Regions from separate parts of the Sus scrofa genome. Here region 1 is linked to region 2. Evidence: chromatin contacts called from public targeted proximity ligation data. All regions are on one chromosome and are shown on one strand. The core of a region is the stretch at or near the end of the contact, and the rest is flanking DNA. Distances in the headings are between cores, read along the strand shown. Region 1 holds the start of ANKRD33 (ankyrin repeat domain-containing protein 33). Region 2 overlaps SCN8A (sodium channel protein type 8 subunit alpha).

The links.
Region 1: a targeted proximity ligation map of alveolar macrophages shows a contact between it and region 2. A contact is called at or near these places in 9 of 47 Hi-C or Micro-C datasets (embryonic fibroblasts, fetal skeletal muscle, heart right ventricle and 4 more) and 1 of 2 datasets of targeted methods (alveolar macrophages).

Annotation. Positions count from the first base shown.
Region 1 is chr5:17,244,544-17,248,623 of Sscrofa11.1, reverse strand. ANKRD33 (ankyrin repeat domain-containing protein 33) reads right to left here and starts at 1,284. Exons shown (of 5, transcript XM_021091670.1): 1 at 715-1,284; 2 at 1-384. The coding sequence starts at 338.
Region 2 is chr5:17,013,783-17,017,685 of Sscrofa11.1, reverse strand. The region is part of intron 1 of SCN8A (sodium channel protein type 8 subunit alpha); the gene reads right to left. Among named protein-coding and RNA genes, the nearest start is that of SCN8A, 38 kb to the right of the region's middle.

The DNA.
Region 1 (4,080 bases), core at 35-2,534, 230 kb before region 2:
CCCTCCTGGAGCTTCTTGGGGGCCCTGGGCCCTTTAAATCCACATCTGACCCAGGGATGTCCCAGTTCCTGTGAAGACCCACTCTCTCCCTTCCTCCTGAGGACCCAGGCAGTGGATGCCATCCTGAAATTCCCAGGACGAGTGGGGTGACTCACCCTCCCATTGCCGTCCACCTGGGTGGCCTCCTCTGGGGAGACCCCATCATCCAGGATGGCTTGGAGCTGGGCAGAGTCATTTCGGACACAGGCCCAGTACAGGGCCCCCAGCGTGCAGCCTGGGATAGAGGCATCAGACACGTCCAGCCCTCCCCTCGGCAATGGCAGCTCCTCCTCTTCCATGCTGGGGGCAAGAAGGCGGGTTTCCCCCCTTCAATGCAGCTGGCATCTATAACACAGAATGAGGGGAATGGTGTCCCTCTGAATCCTGGGACATGTCTCAGCATCTGTGACTCACCCCAATGGCCCAAGGAAGAGTCCTTTCCTACTGGAGTGTCCCATCCCATTCACCCTGGAGAAAGGACATGCCGGTGGCAGGGAAGCAGAGTGGCAGGAGCCCTAAGAGGGTAGAAGTCACTATAAGTGAGGATCCTGGTGAGATTCAGGGAGAGCGGCAGTTCCCTTTTTCCCAGGGGACCTTACCTGGGGTTTGGAGGCTCCCTAGGAGGTAGCCATTGCTGGGACTCACAGTAAGCCCCAGACTCCTGAGAGCACTCACCGGGTCTCTGGAGCGCCTCAAGGTGGACTCTCCCCCCCAGGAAGCAACGCAGGTAACAGATGGCTCGACTTAACGGAAAGAGCTGCCTCAAACACCTCGGGGCTGAGCTGGATCAAGCCGGGTTAGTTAGGGATGAGGTGCAGGGCGGGGCAGGTGCTCTCCCCTCCCCAAGCCGACAGAGCCCCGCCCCACGAGCCTGCCTAGAGTGGGCGGGGCCCGAGTCCGAGTGGCTCCTCCCCCGAGGAGGGGGCTCTGAGAGTAAGATCCGCCTCTCCTGCAAACTCACACCTTCGGCCCCCTTCGGAGACCAGCTCCAAACCCACGCTTTGAAGAGTGGAGCCGGGCTTGGCAGGGGGGGTAGGGGTGGGAGAGGCTGTAAGTCACACACCTCTCTAAAGAGGGTGACTGGGACGGGCATAGGGGCCCCAGGGGTCACCTGGATCTATTTTTTTAGATTCTGGGGAAATTAAAGCATAAAGAATTGCTTAATTAGGGTACAGAAATTATGATATATTCAGTTTAATGGATTAGTTTGATGTGGTACATTAAATATAAAATATTTAAATTATATTCACATGTAAATGAATTATTTTGATTATTCAAATCAAACTATGGTTTTCATTATTTATTTATTTATTTATTTATTTTAATGGAAGGTTTTATTTTATTTTTTTGTCTTTTCTAGGGCCGCACCTGCGGCATATGGAGGTTCCCAGGCTAGGGGTCTAATCAGAGCTGTAGCTGCTGGCCCACACCACAGCTCACGGCAACGCCAGATCGTTAACCCACTGAGCAAGGCCAGGGATCAAACCTGCAACCTCATGGTTCCTGGTCGGATTAGTTAACCACTGAGCCATGACAGGAACTCCCATTATTTATTAAATTAATAAAATTATTATTAAATTATTCTTTAAGTTAAATTACCTTTTTTTTTTTTTTTTTTTTTGTCTTTTTGCCATTTCTAGGACCGCTCCAGTGGCATATGGAGGTTCCCAGGCTAGGGGTGTAATCGGAGCTGTAGCCGCCGGCCTACACCAGAGCCACAGCAACATGGGATCGGAGCTGCGTCTGCAACCTACACCACAGCTCATGGCAACACCGGATCCTTAACCCACTGAGCGAGGCCAGGGATGGAACATGCGTCCTCATGGTTCCTAGTCATGATTTCCACTGATCCACAATGGGAACTCGATGACACATATATTCGTGACAACATACATTTCATTGAAAAAAGTAGTGGTGGTTTGTTTTATTTTAACTCACACCTTAGATTGTGCTACAGAGCTTATTGTGTTCGTTCTTTTCACTCAGTGCTGTTTTGGGGGTTGGTCCTTGCTGCTTTTTATGCAGTGTATCAGTCAGGTGTTGTAACCAAAAACTGACCTCAGGGGTGTGGTTGCTGCCATAGGCTGGCTGCTCAACCTGCTTCCAAAACTGTAAAAGCTGGAAAGGTATAATGACACTTCCCAGATTCTTGTGAGCTAGGAATCTGTGATTTAAGTTCTGCTTTTGTGTAAGACACAAATTTGGAATAGAGCTAAGTAGCATGGGACATCCGTTTTGCTGTCACAAATTGTGACAGATACGGTTGGGGGGGTCTAGTGAGCAGTTTCCTGATTCGTCAGCTTCCTGTAGTAGTGACTTGTTTTCTGGATCACAGGCAGAGGTCATGTGCCTCTCAAAGCTGGGAGTTGTTCCCAGACCTAGAGCCTGCTTCTTTATTTAAACTAGCCAGATTTATTTCTGTTACCAGTAATTAAACCCTAACTGACATGTGTGGCTTAAACAAGTAGAGGTTTATTCTTCATACAAGATAAAAAGTTCAAAGATAAGAAGCTGTTGGTGTTGACTGAGTAACTCGATGATGTCAGGGCCTTCTCTGGGAGTCTCTTGGCTTTTCCTCATGGTCACAATATAGCTGCTGTACCTCTAGCCATCACAGTAAAATGTGGTGAAGGGACACTGTGGACTCTATGCAGCAGTTGGAAGAAATCTACGAGATGATGGGTCAGACATCTCTGATTAAATGATACACTCCCTATCCATAACCCTCTTCTCTCTGGTCACCTTTTGGTCAGGTGTGACCAGTTAACACAGTTTTGGCCAATGAAATGCAAGCAGCAGTCTGATGGGGGAGGCTCCTTGGAAAATCTTTGCTCTCTTGATAAAAGGTATGGTGTGTCCCTTTTAACCTTTCTTTCTTCCCTCTTATTCCTGCTGCATAGGATGCCATAGTGTGCATCCATCACATCTGACTTATCTGCTCTTCCAAAGGTGGACCCCTATGCTGCCTCCAACTTCATGCCACTACAAATACTGCAGGGACCATCCTTGTATATATCTAGCTGTGGACCCAAAAGAGAGCATCTCAGAGTCTGCTGGGTCATAGGGCATAGGGTACATACATTTTTATTGGCCACCTGCTCCCAGATTGCTCCCTATTTTAGTGACCCACCAAGAGTGCGTAAAAGTATCTCAAATCCTTGCCAACACTTGAACTTATTCAGCCTTCTAGTTTTTATCAGTCTGATGGTACAGAACTATAAAAGGATTTTTTTTTTCTTTTTCGGCCTCCCTGAGGCATATGGAGTTCCCAGGCCTGGGATCAGACCTATGCTGCAGCTGTGGCAATGCCAGATCCTTTAATCCACTGTGCTGGGCTGGGGATCAAACCCATGTCCTGGCGCTGCAGAAACACCACCAATCCTGTTGCACCACAGTGGGAACTCCATGCTTTATTTTATTTATTTTTTTGCCATACTTGTGACATATGGAATTTCCTGAGCCAAGGATCGAACCCACATCACAACAGTGGCTGGAGCTGCTGCAGTAACAACTCTGGAGCTTTAACCTACTGCATCACAGGGGAACTCCCTATCCTGTCTTTTTTATTGAGTTTTCAGGAATTTCTGTTAATATTCTAGATAATAAACCCTTGTCTTTTTTTGCCTTTTCTAGGACCACTCCCATGGCATATGGAGGTTCCCAGGCTAGGGGTCCAATTGGAGCTGTAGCCACCAGCCTACGCCAGAGCCACAGCAACGCAGGATCCGAGCCGCGTCTGCGACCTACACCACAGCTCACGGCAACGCAATCTCATGGTTCCTAGTCGGATTTGTTAACCACTGTGCCAAACAGGAACTCCAGGGAACTCCTTATTTTTAATATTTAGTCTTTAATCCATCTGGAAATTACTTTTCTATATGGTATGAGAAAGAGATCTGTTATGAACTTAATTGTGCCCCCCTCAAATTCATACGTTGGAATTCCTGTTATGGCTCAGTGGAAAGTACCCAACTAGCACCCGTGAGGACCAGGTTCGATCCCTGGCCTTGCTCAGTGGGTTAAGGATCCGGCGTTGCCATG
Region 2 (3,903 bases), core at 1,301-3,800:
TGTCTAGCAGTTCAATTACTGGGTTCTAGAGTATAAGCATTTTTAATCTCTACACTTGAATCTTAAAGACAGTTTAAATAACAGAACTGAAGAGGTTTTCAATACAATCATATAGGAATATCTTCACCCAAGTATCCCTCCTCTAATTTGGGCCAGGGTACCAAAAAAATTTTTTTCTTTTTTTTGTACTTGTCTTTCGCTGTCTGACTTTTTTTTTTTTAAATAGGGTACCAAAATTAAATAAAATCAAACAATTAAGTAAATGGGGAAGACTAAGAGACAATGACCAGCAACCAGATCTATACAGAGAACCTACACGCAGTGGTACAGAAATGACTGAACAGTAATTACACCTATCTTCAGTTGAATGTACTATAAAGGAATTGTTGAGACACCCTTAACTCTTACATACCGGGAGAACTCCCTTCAGACTACACTCAGCAAGAGAGAGAAAGCGCAAAGAAGTATTCTGGGTAATAAAAAACTGGTGGCAGGAATTTTGCAAAGCACCACGGTAAAAGCAAACCTCCTTAGCAAAGAAATAGTTAGTGAAGATTCCATTTTTTCCTTTTTGTCTTTTTAGGGCTGTACCGGAGGCATATGGAATTTCCCAGGCTAGGGGTCAAATTGGAGCTGTAGCTACTAGCCTACACCACAGCCACACAATGAGGGATCCGAGCTGCGTCCGTGACCTACACCACAGCTCACGGCAACGCAGGATCCTTAACCCACTGAGAGAGGCCAGGGATCAAACCTGCATCCTCACGGATACTGGTCAGGTTCATTATTGCTGGGCCACAACAGGAACGCCAAGATTCTTACTGAAAATGTGATTTTTGAGCCAACAGAGAAGTTGATTTTTTTAATAGACATTCCAGTGCAAAACAGTGTGGGAGAAAGGTCAGAAAAGAGCCAAGAACCTTAAAAACTGTAGTTGGGAACAGAGAGCTGATTTCCCCTTGTCCTTTACCTTCGAAGGCTTTCTGTTATTTGTGTACACGCATACACGTATAAGGCAGATATGTTAAGTCTGAAAAAGCCCCTGGGGATTCTGACGTCCATGCCCCTTGGCAGCCTCCCCTCCCCAGGCGCCCTCTCCTGCAGCCTTGAAAACGTAGCTGTGGGTTTTCTACACAGATGACCGACGCACGGAGCTTTACTACCACATACATCACCACGTTTGAGTCTCAAAATAACCTGGAGAAGGTGGGTGCTGCTATTATTCTCATTTCACAGAAGAGAAATATAAAGTTCGCAGAGGTAACACAAGCAATTTGCCCAAGGTCACGGTGAGGGGTCGGGAGGGAAGCTGTGAAAGCACTTGAGGAAACAAATAACAAACATGGGTGGTGGGAGGCAGACCTCCTCCGGGGAGGGGAGGCCAAGCTCTCGGCAGTGGGCCTGGGACCAAGGAGATGGTTCAAAAGAGGCAGGGGGAGGGTACACAGGATACTCTTGGGTTTCACGGGAACCCATGATAATTTCTTACATTCAAAAAAAGGCCTGAAGTAAATATTGTAATATTCTCTATACTTTCCTGTACACTTAAATTCTTGTATTAAAAATACAAGAATTCCGGAGTTGCCTGATGGGTAGGGGATTAAGGATTCAGCATTGTCACTGCTGTGGCTCAGGTTCAATCCCTGGCCTGGGAATTTCCACATGTTGCAGGTACAGACAAAACAAACAAACAAACAAACAAACAAACAAACAAACAAAAAACACCAGAATTCTATGGGCAAAGTTCAGAGATACCACAATACTGAGGTTAGGATGCCAAGGAATAGACAGTACCTGAGGCCTAGGTAGAAAAGGTTTTACTTCTCTGGGGATCAGAACAGGTGAAAGTATAATTCTGTCTCGGGTCAAGGTTAGACCTAGGAGTACACCAGCAGGAGAGAAGAGAATTATGCAAACAGCAGACCTAGAGGGGAAGTGGGGAAAGGCCAAGGAATCCAGCCACACCCTACACTGGGTCAAGCTGACTCAGTAACCTAAGGCCACATGCCGAGGACTAACTCACTCTGTAAATTGTCCTAAAATAATTCCCCACTTAACAGAGAAATCATTTGTACTTTTAAAAACCAGCTGAATGTACCCAAGCACAATGCAGCTAGGCCTATGGGAAGGAGACAAGACCAGTTTGAAAAAGAACAAAGGCTATGCATGTCGGGCTTTATCTTGAAGGAGAAATTCCTCACTATCTTACAAGTGAGGGCTATTGGAAATGACTTGAGCAAGGGTGGGGACAAAGCCTGGGCGACCAGGAGTCACGGGCTGGGGGGCAGTATTGCCTCAACCCCACTGGGGAAACCATTTCGTAAAAAACTCTTGTATTCTTCTCTGTCTTGCTGGTTTTATGTCCCTGATCCTTCCATGTTAACACGGGGGGAGGGGTGGGGAGAAGGGTGGATCTTGCATAGCTGGGCCCAGAATAGAACTCCAGCGCCCTGTCTCTTGGTTCACTTCTGGACCATGCTACCTCAGGAAGGAACATTTGAAAATAGTAATTCTCTCCCACCTTGCAACCAAGCTGTGCAGGAGCACATGATCAATGAATGAAGCTGGCTAAGTGACTCAGCACCCGGCTGGCGCTCCTGTGAGTCAGGCCCAGAATCCTGAGTGGTTGGAAGCACAATCTCTTTAAATTAAGACCTTAAAACCAAGGTCTTTACCACCTGAGAGCACTAAAAGATTTCAGGGTATTTTATTTTGTCTGAACAAGTATCAGGATGTCTCCTCTCGCATCCTAGATATGAATCGGCTTGAGTAATTAAATCGTCCATAATTTTCATGGATGTCACCCTCTTTGTACGCTGTAGGTTGATTCCAGTAGTAATCTTAGAGCCCAGAACCAGCTGAGGTAGACAGAGGTAGGAGTATAGACAGGACAGGGGATCAGTGGCTGGACCATAGGAACTAACTAACAGTTTAGGATCACATCTGCATCTCTTTCTATTTAATGCAAAAAAGACCCCGAAGTAAGACCTCGTATTCCTCTGAAGAGAACAACTATGAGCACAGCTTTGGGGGTGTACTGGTAAGCTGCCCCAACCTGACCCTGTCAATAGCCCTTGGTTTTGACCACCTGCTCCCAGCAGGGAGGAAGCTAGCCTCTGAGCGATGACCCCTGTGACAGATGGCACAGTATAGACAGAAAAGGGCCAGCCAAAAATATTCCTTCCCACACAGGGAGGGAGCCTGAGTGTCTAAAGGCAGGAGTCAAAGCAACAAAGCAATGAAATTCACCAAGTGTATCTTAAACTCACCCTCAGGATATCAACAGTCTTTTGAATGACAAATGAATCAAAACCCTTGATGAAGGGACCTCAGGATCCTGGGCATGGCAAGCTGCCACTAGCAAAGTTTTAGAACAAATTGTCTTGGGGGGAAAGGTGACAATGAGCTTGGTGAAGGACTCTCAGAACCACTGAGGAGAACCTGAGCACTTAAGGCAATCTTAAAATCAACTCAAGTTTCCAGAGACTGAGTAACCTTGAAGTAACAGAAAGAGTTCAGAGAATGGTGATTGCAAGTATCAGTCCTAGAATGGACTTCAACTGGCAGGATAAAAATCCACTAGCCCCTGCTTTGAACTGATTACAAGCACTAGGAAGGAGACATAAAAGGAACAAAAGTGAAGAAGCTGACATTAAAAAAAAAAAAAAGGTGAGGAAAGGAAGTGCCACTTATCATGTGCCAATGCCCGGCACTCTGCAAGAAGTCTTTCCACACAGCCACCGTGATCCTATGAAGGAAGCATTATTTGTTGCCATTTTTAAAGGAATAAACTACCATAGCAGCATTATTCACAGGAGCCAAAAAGTGGAAGCAACCCAAGGGCCCACTGACAGTGAATGGATAAAGAAAACGTAGCATATACATACAATGGAATATTTTGTT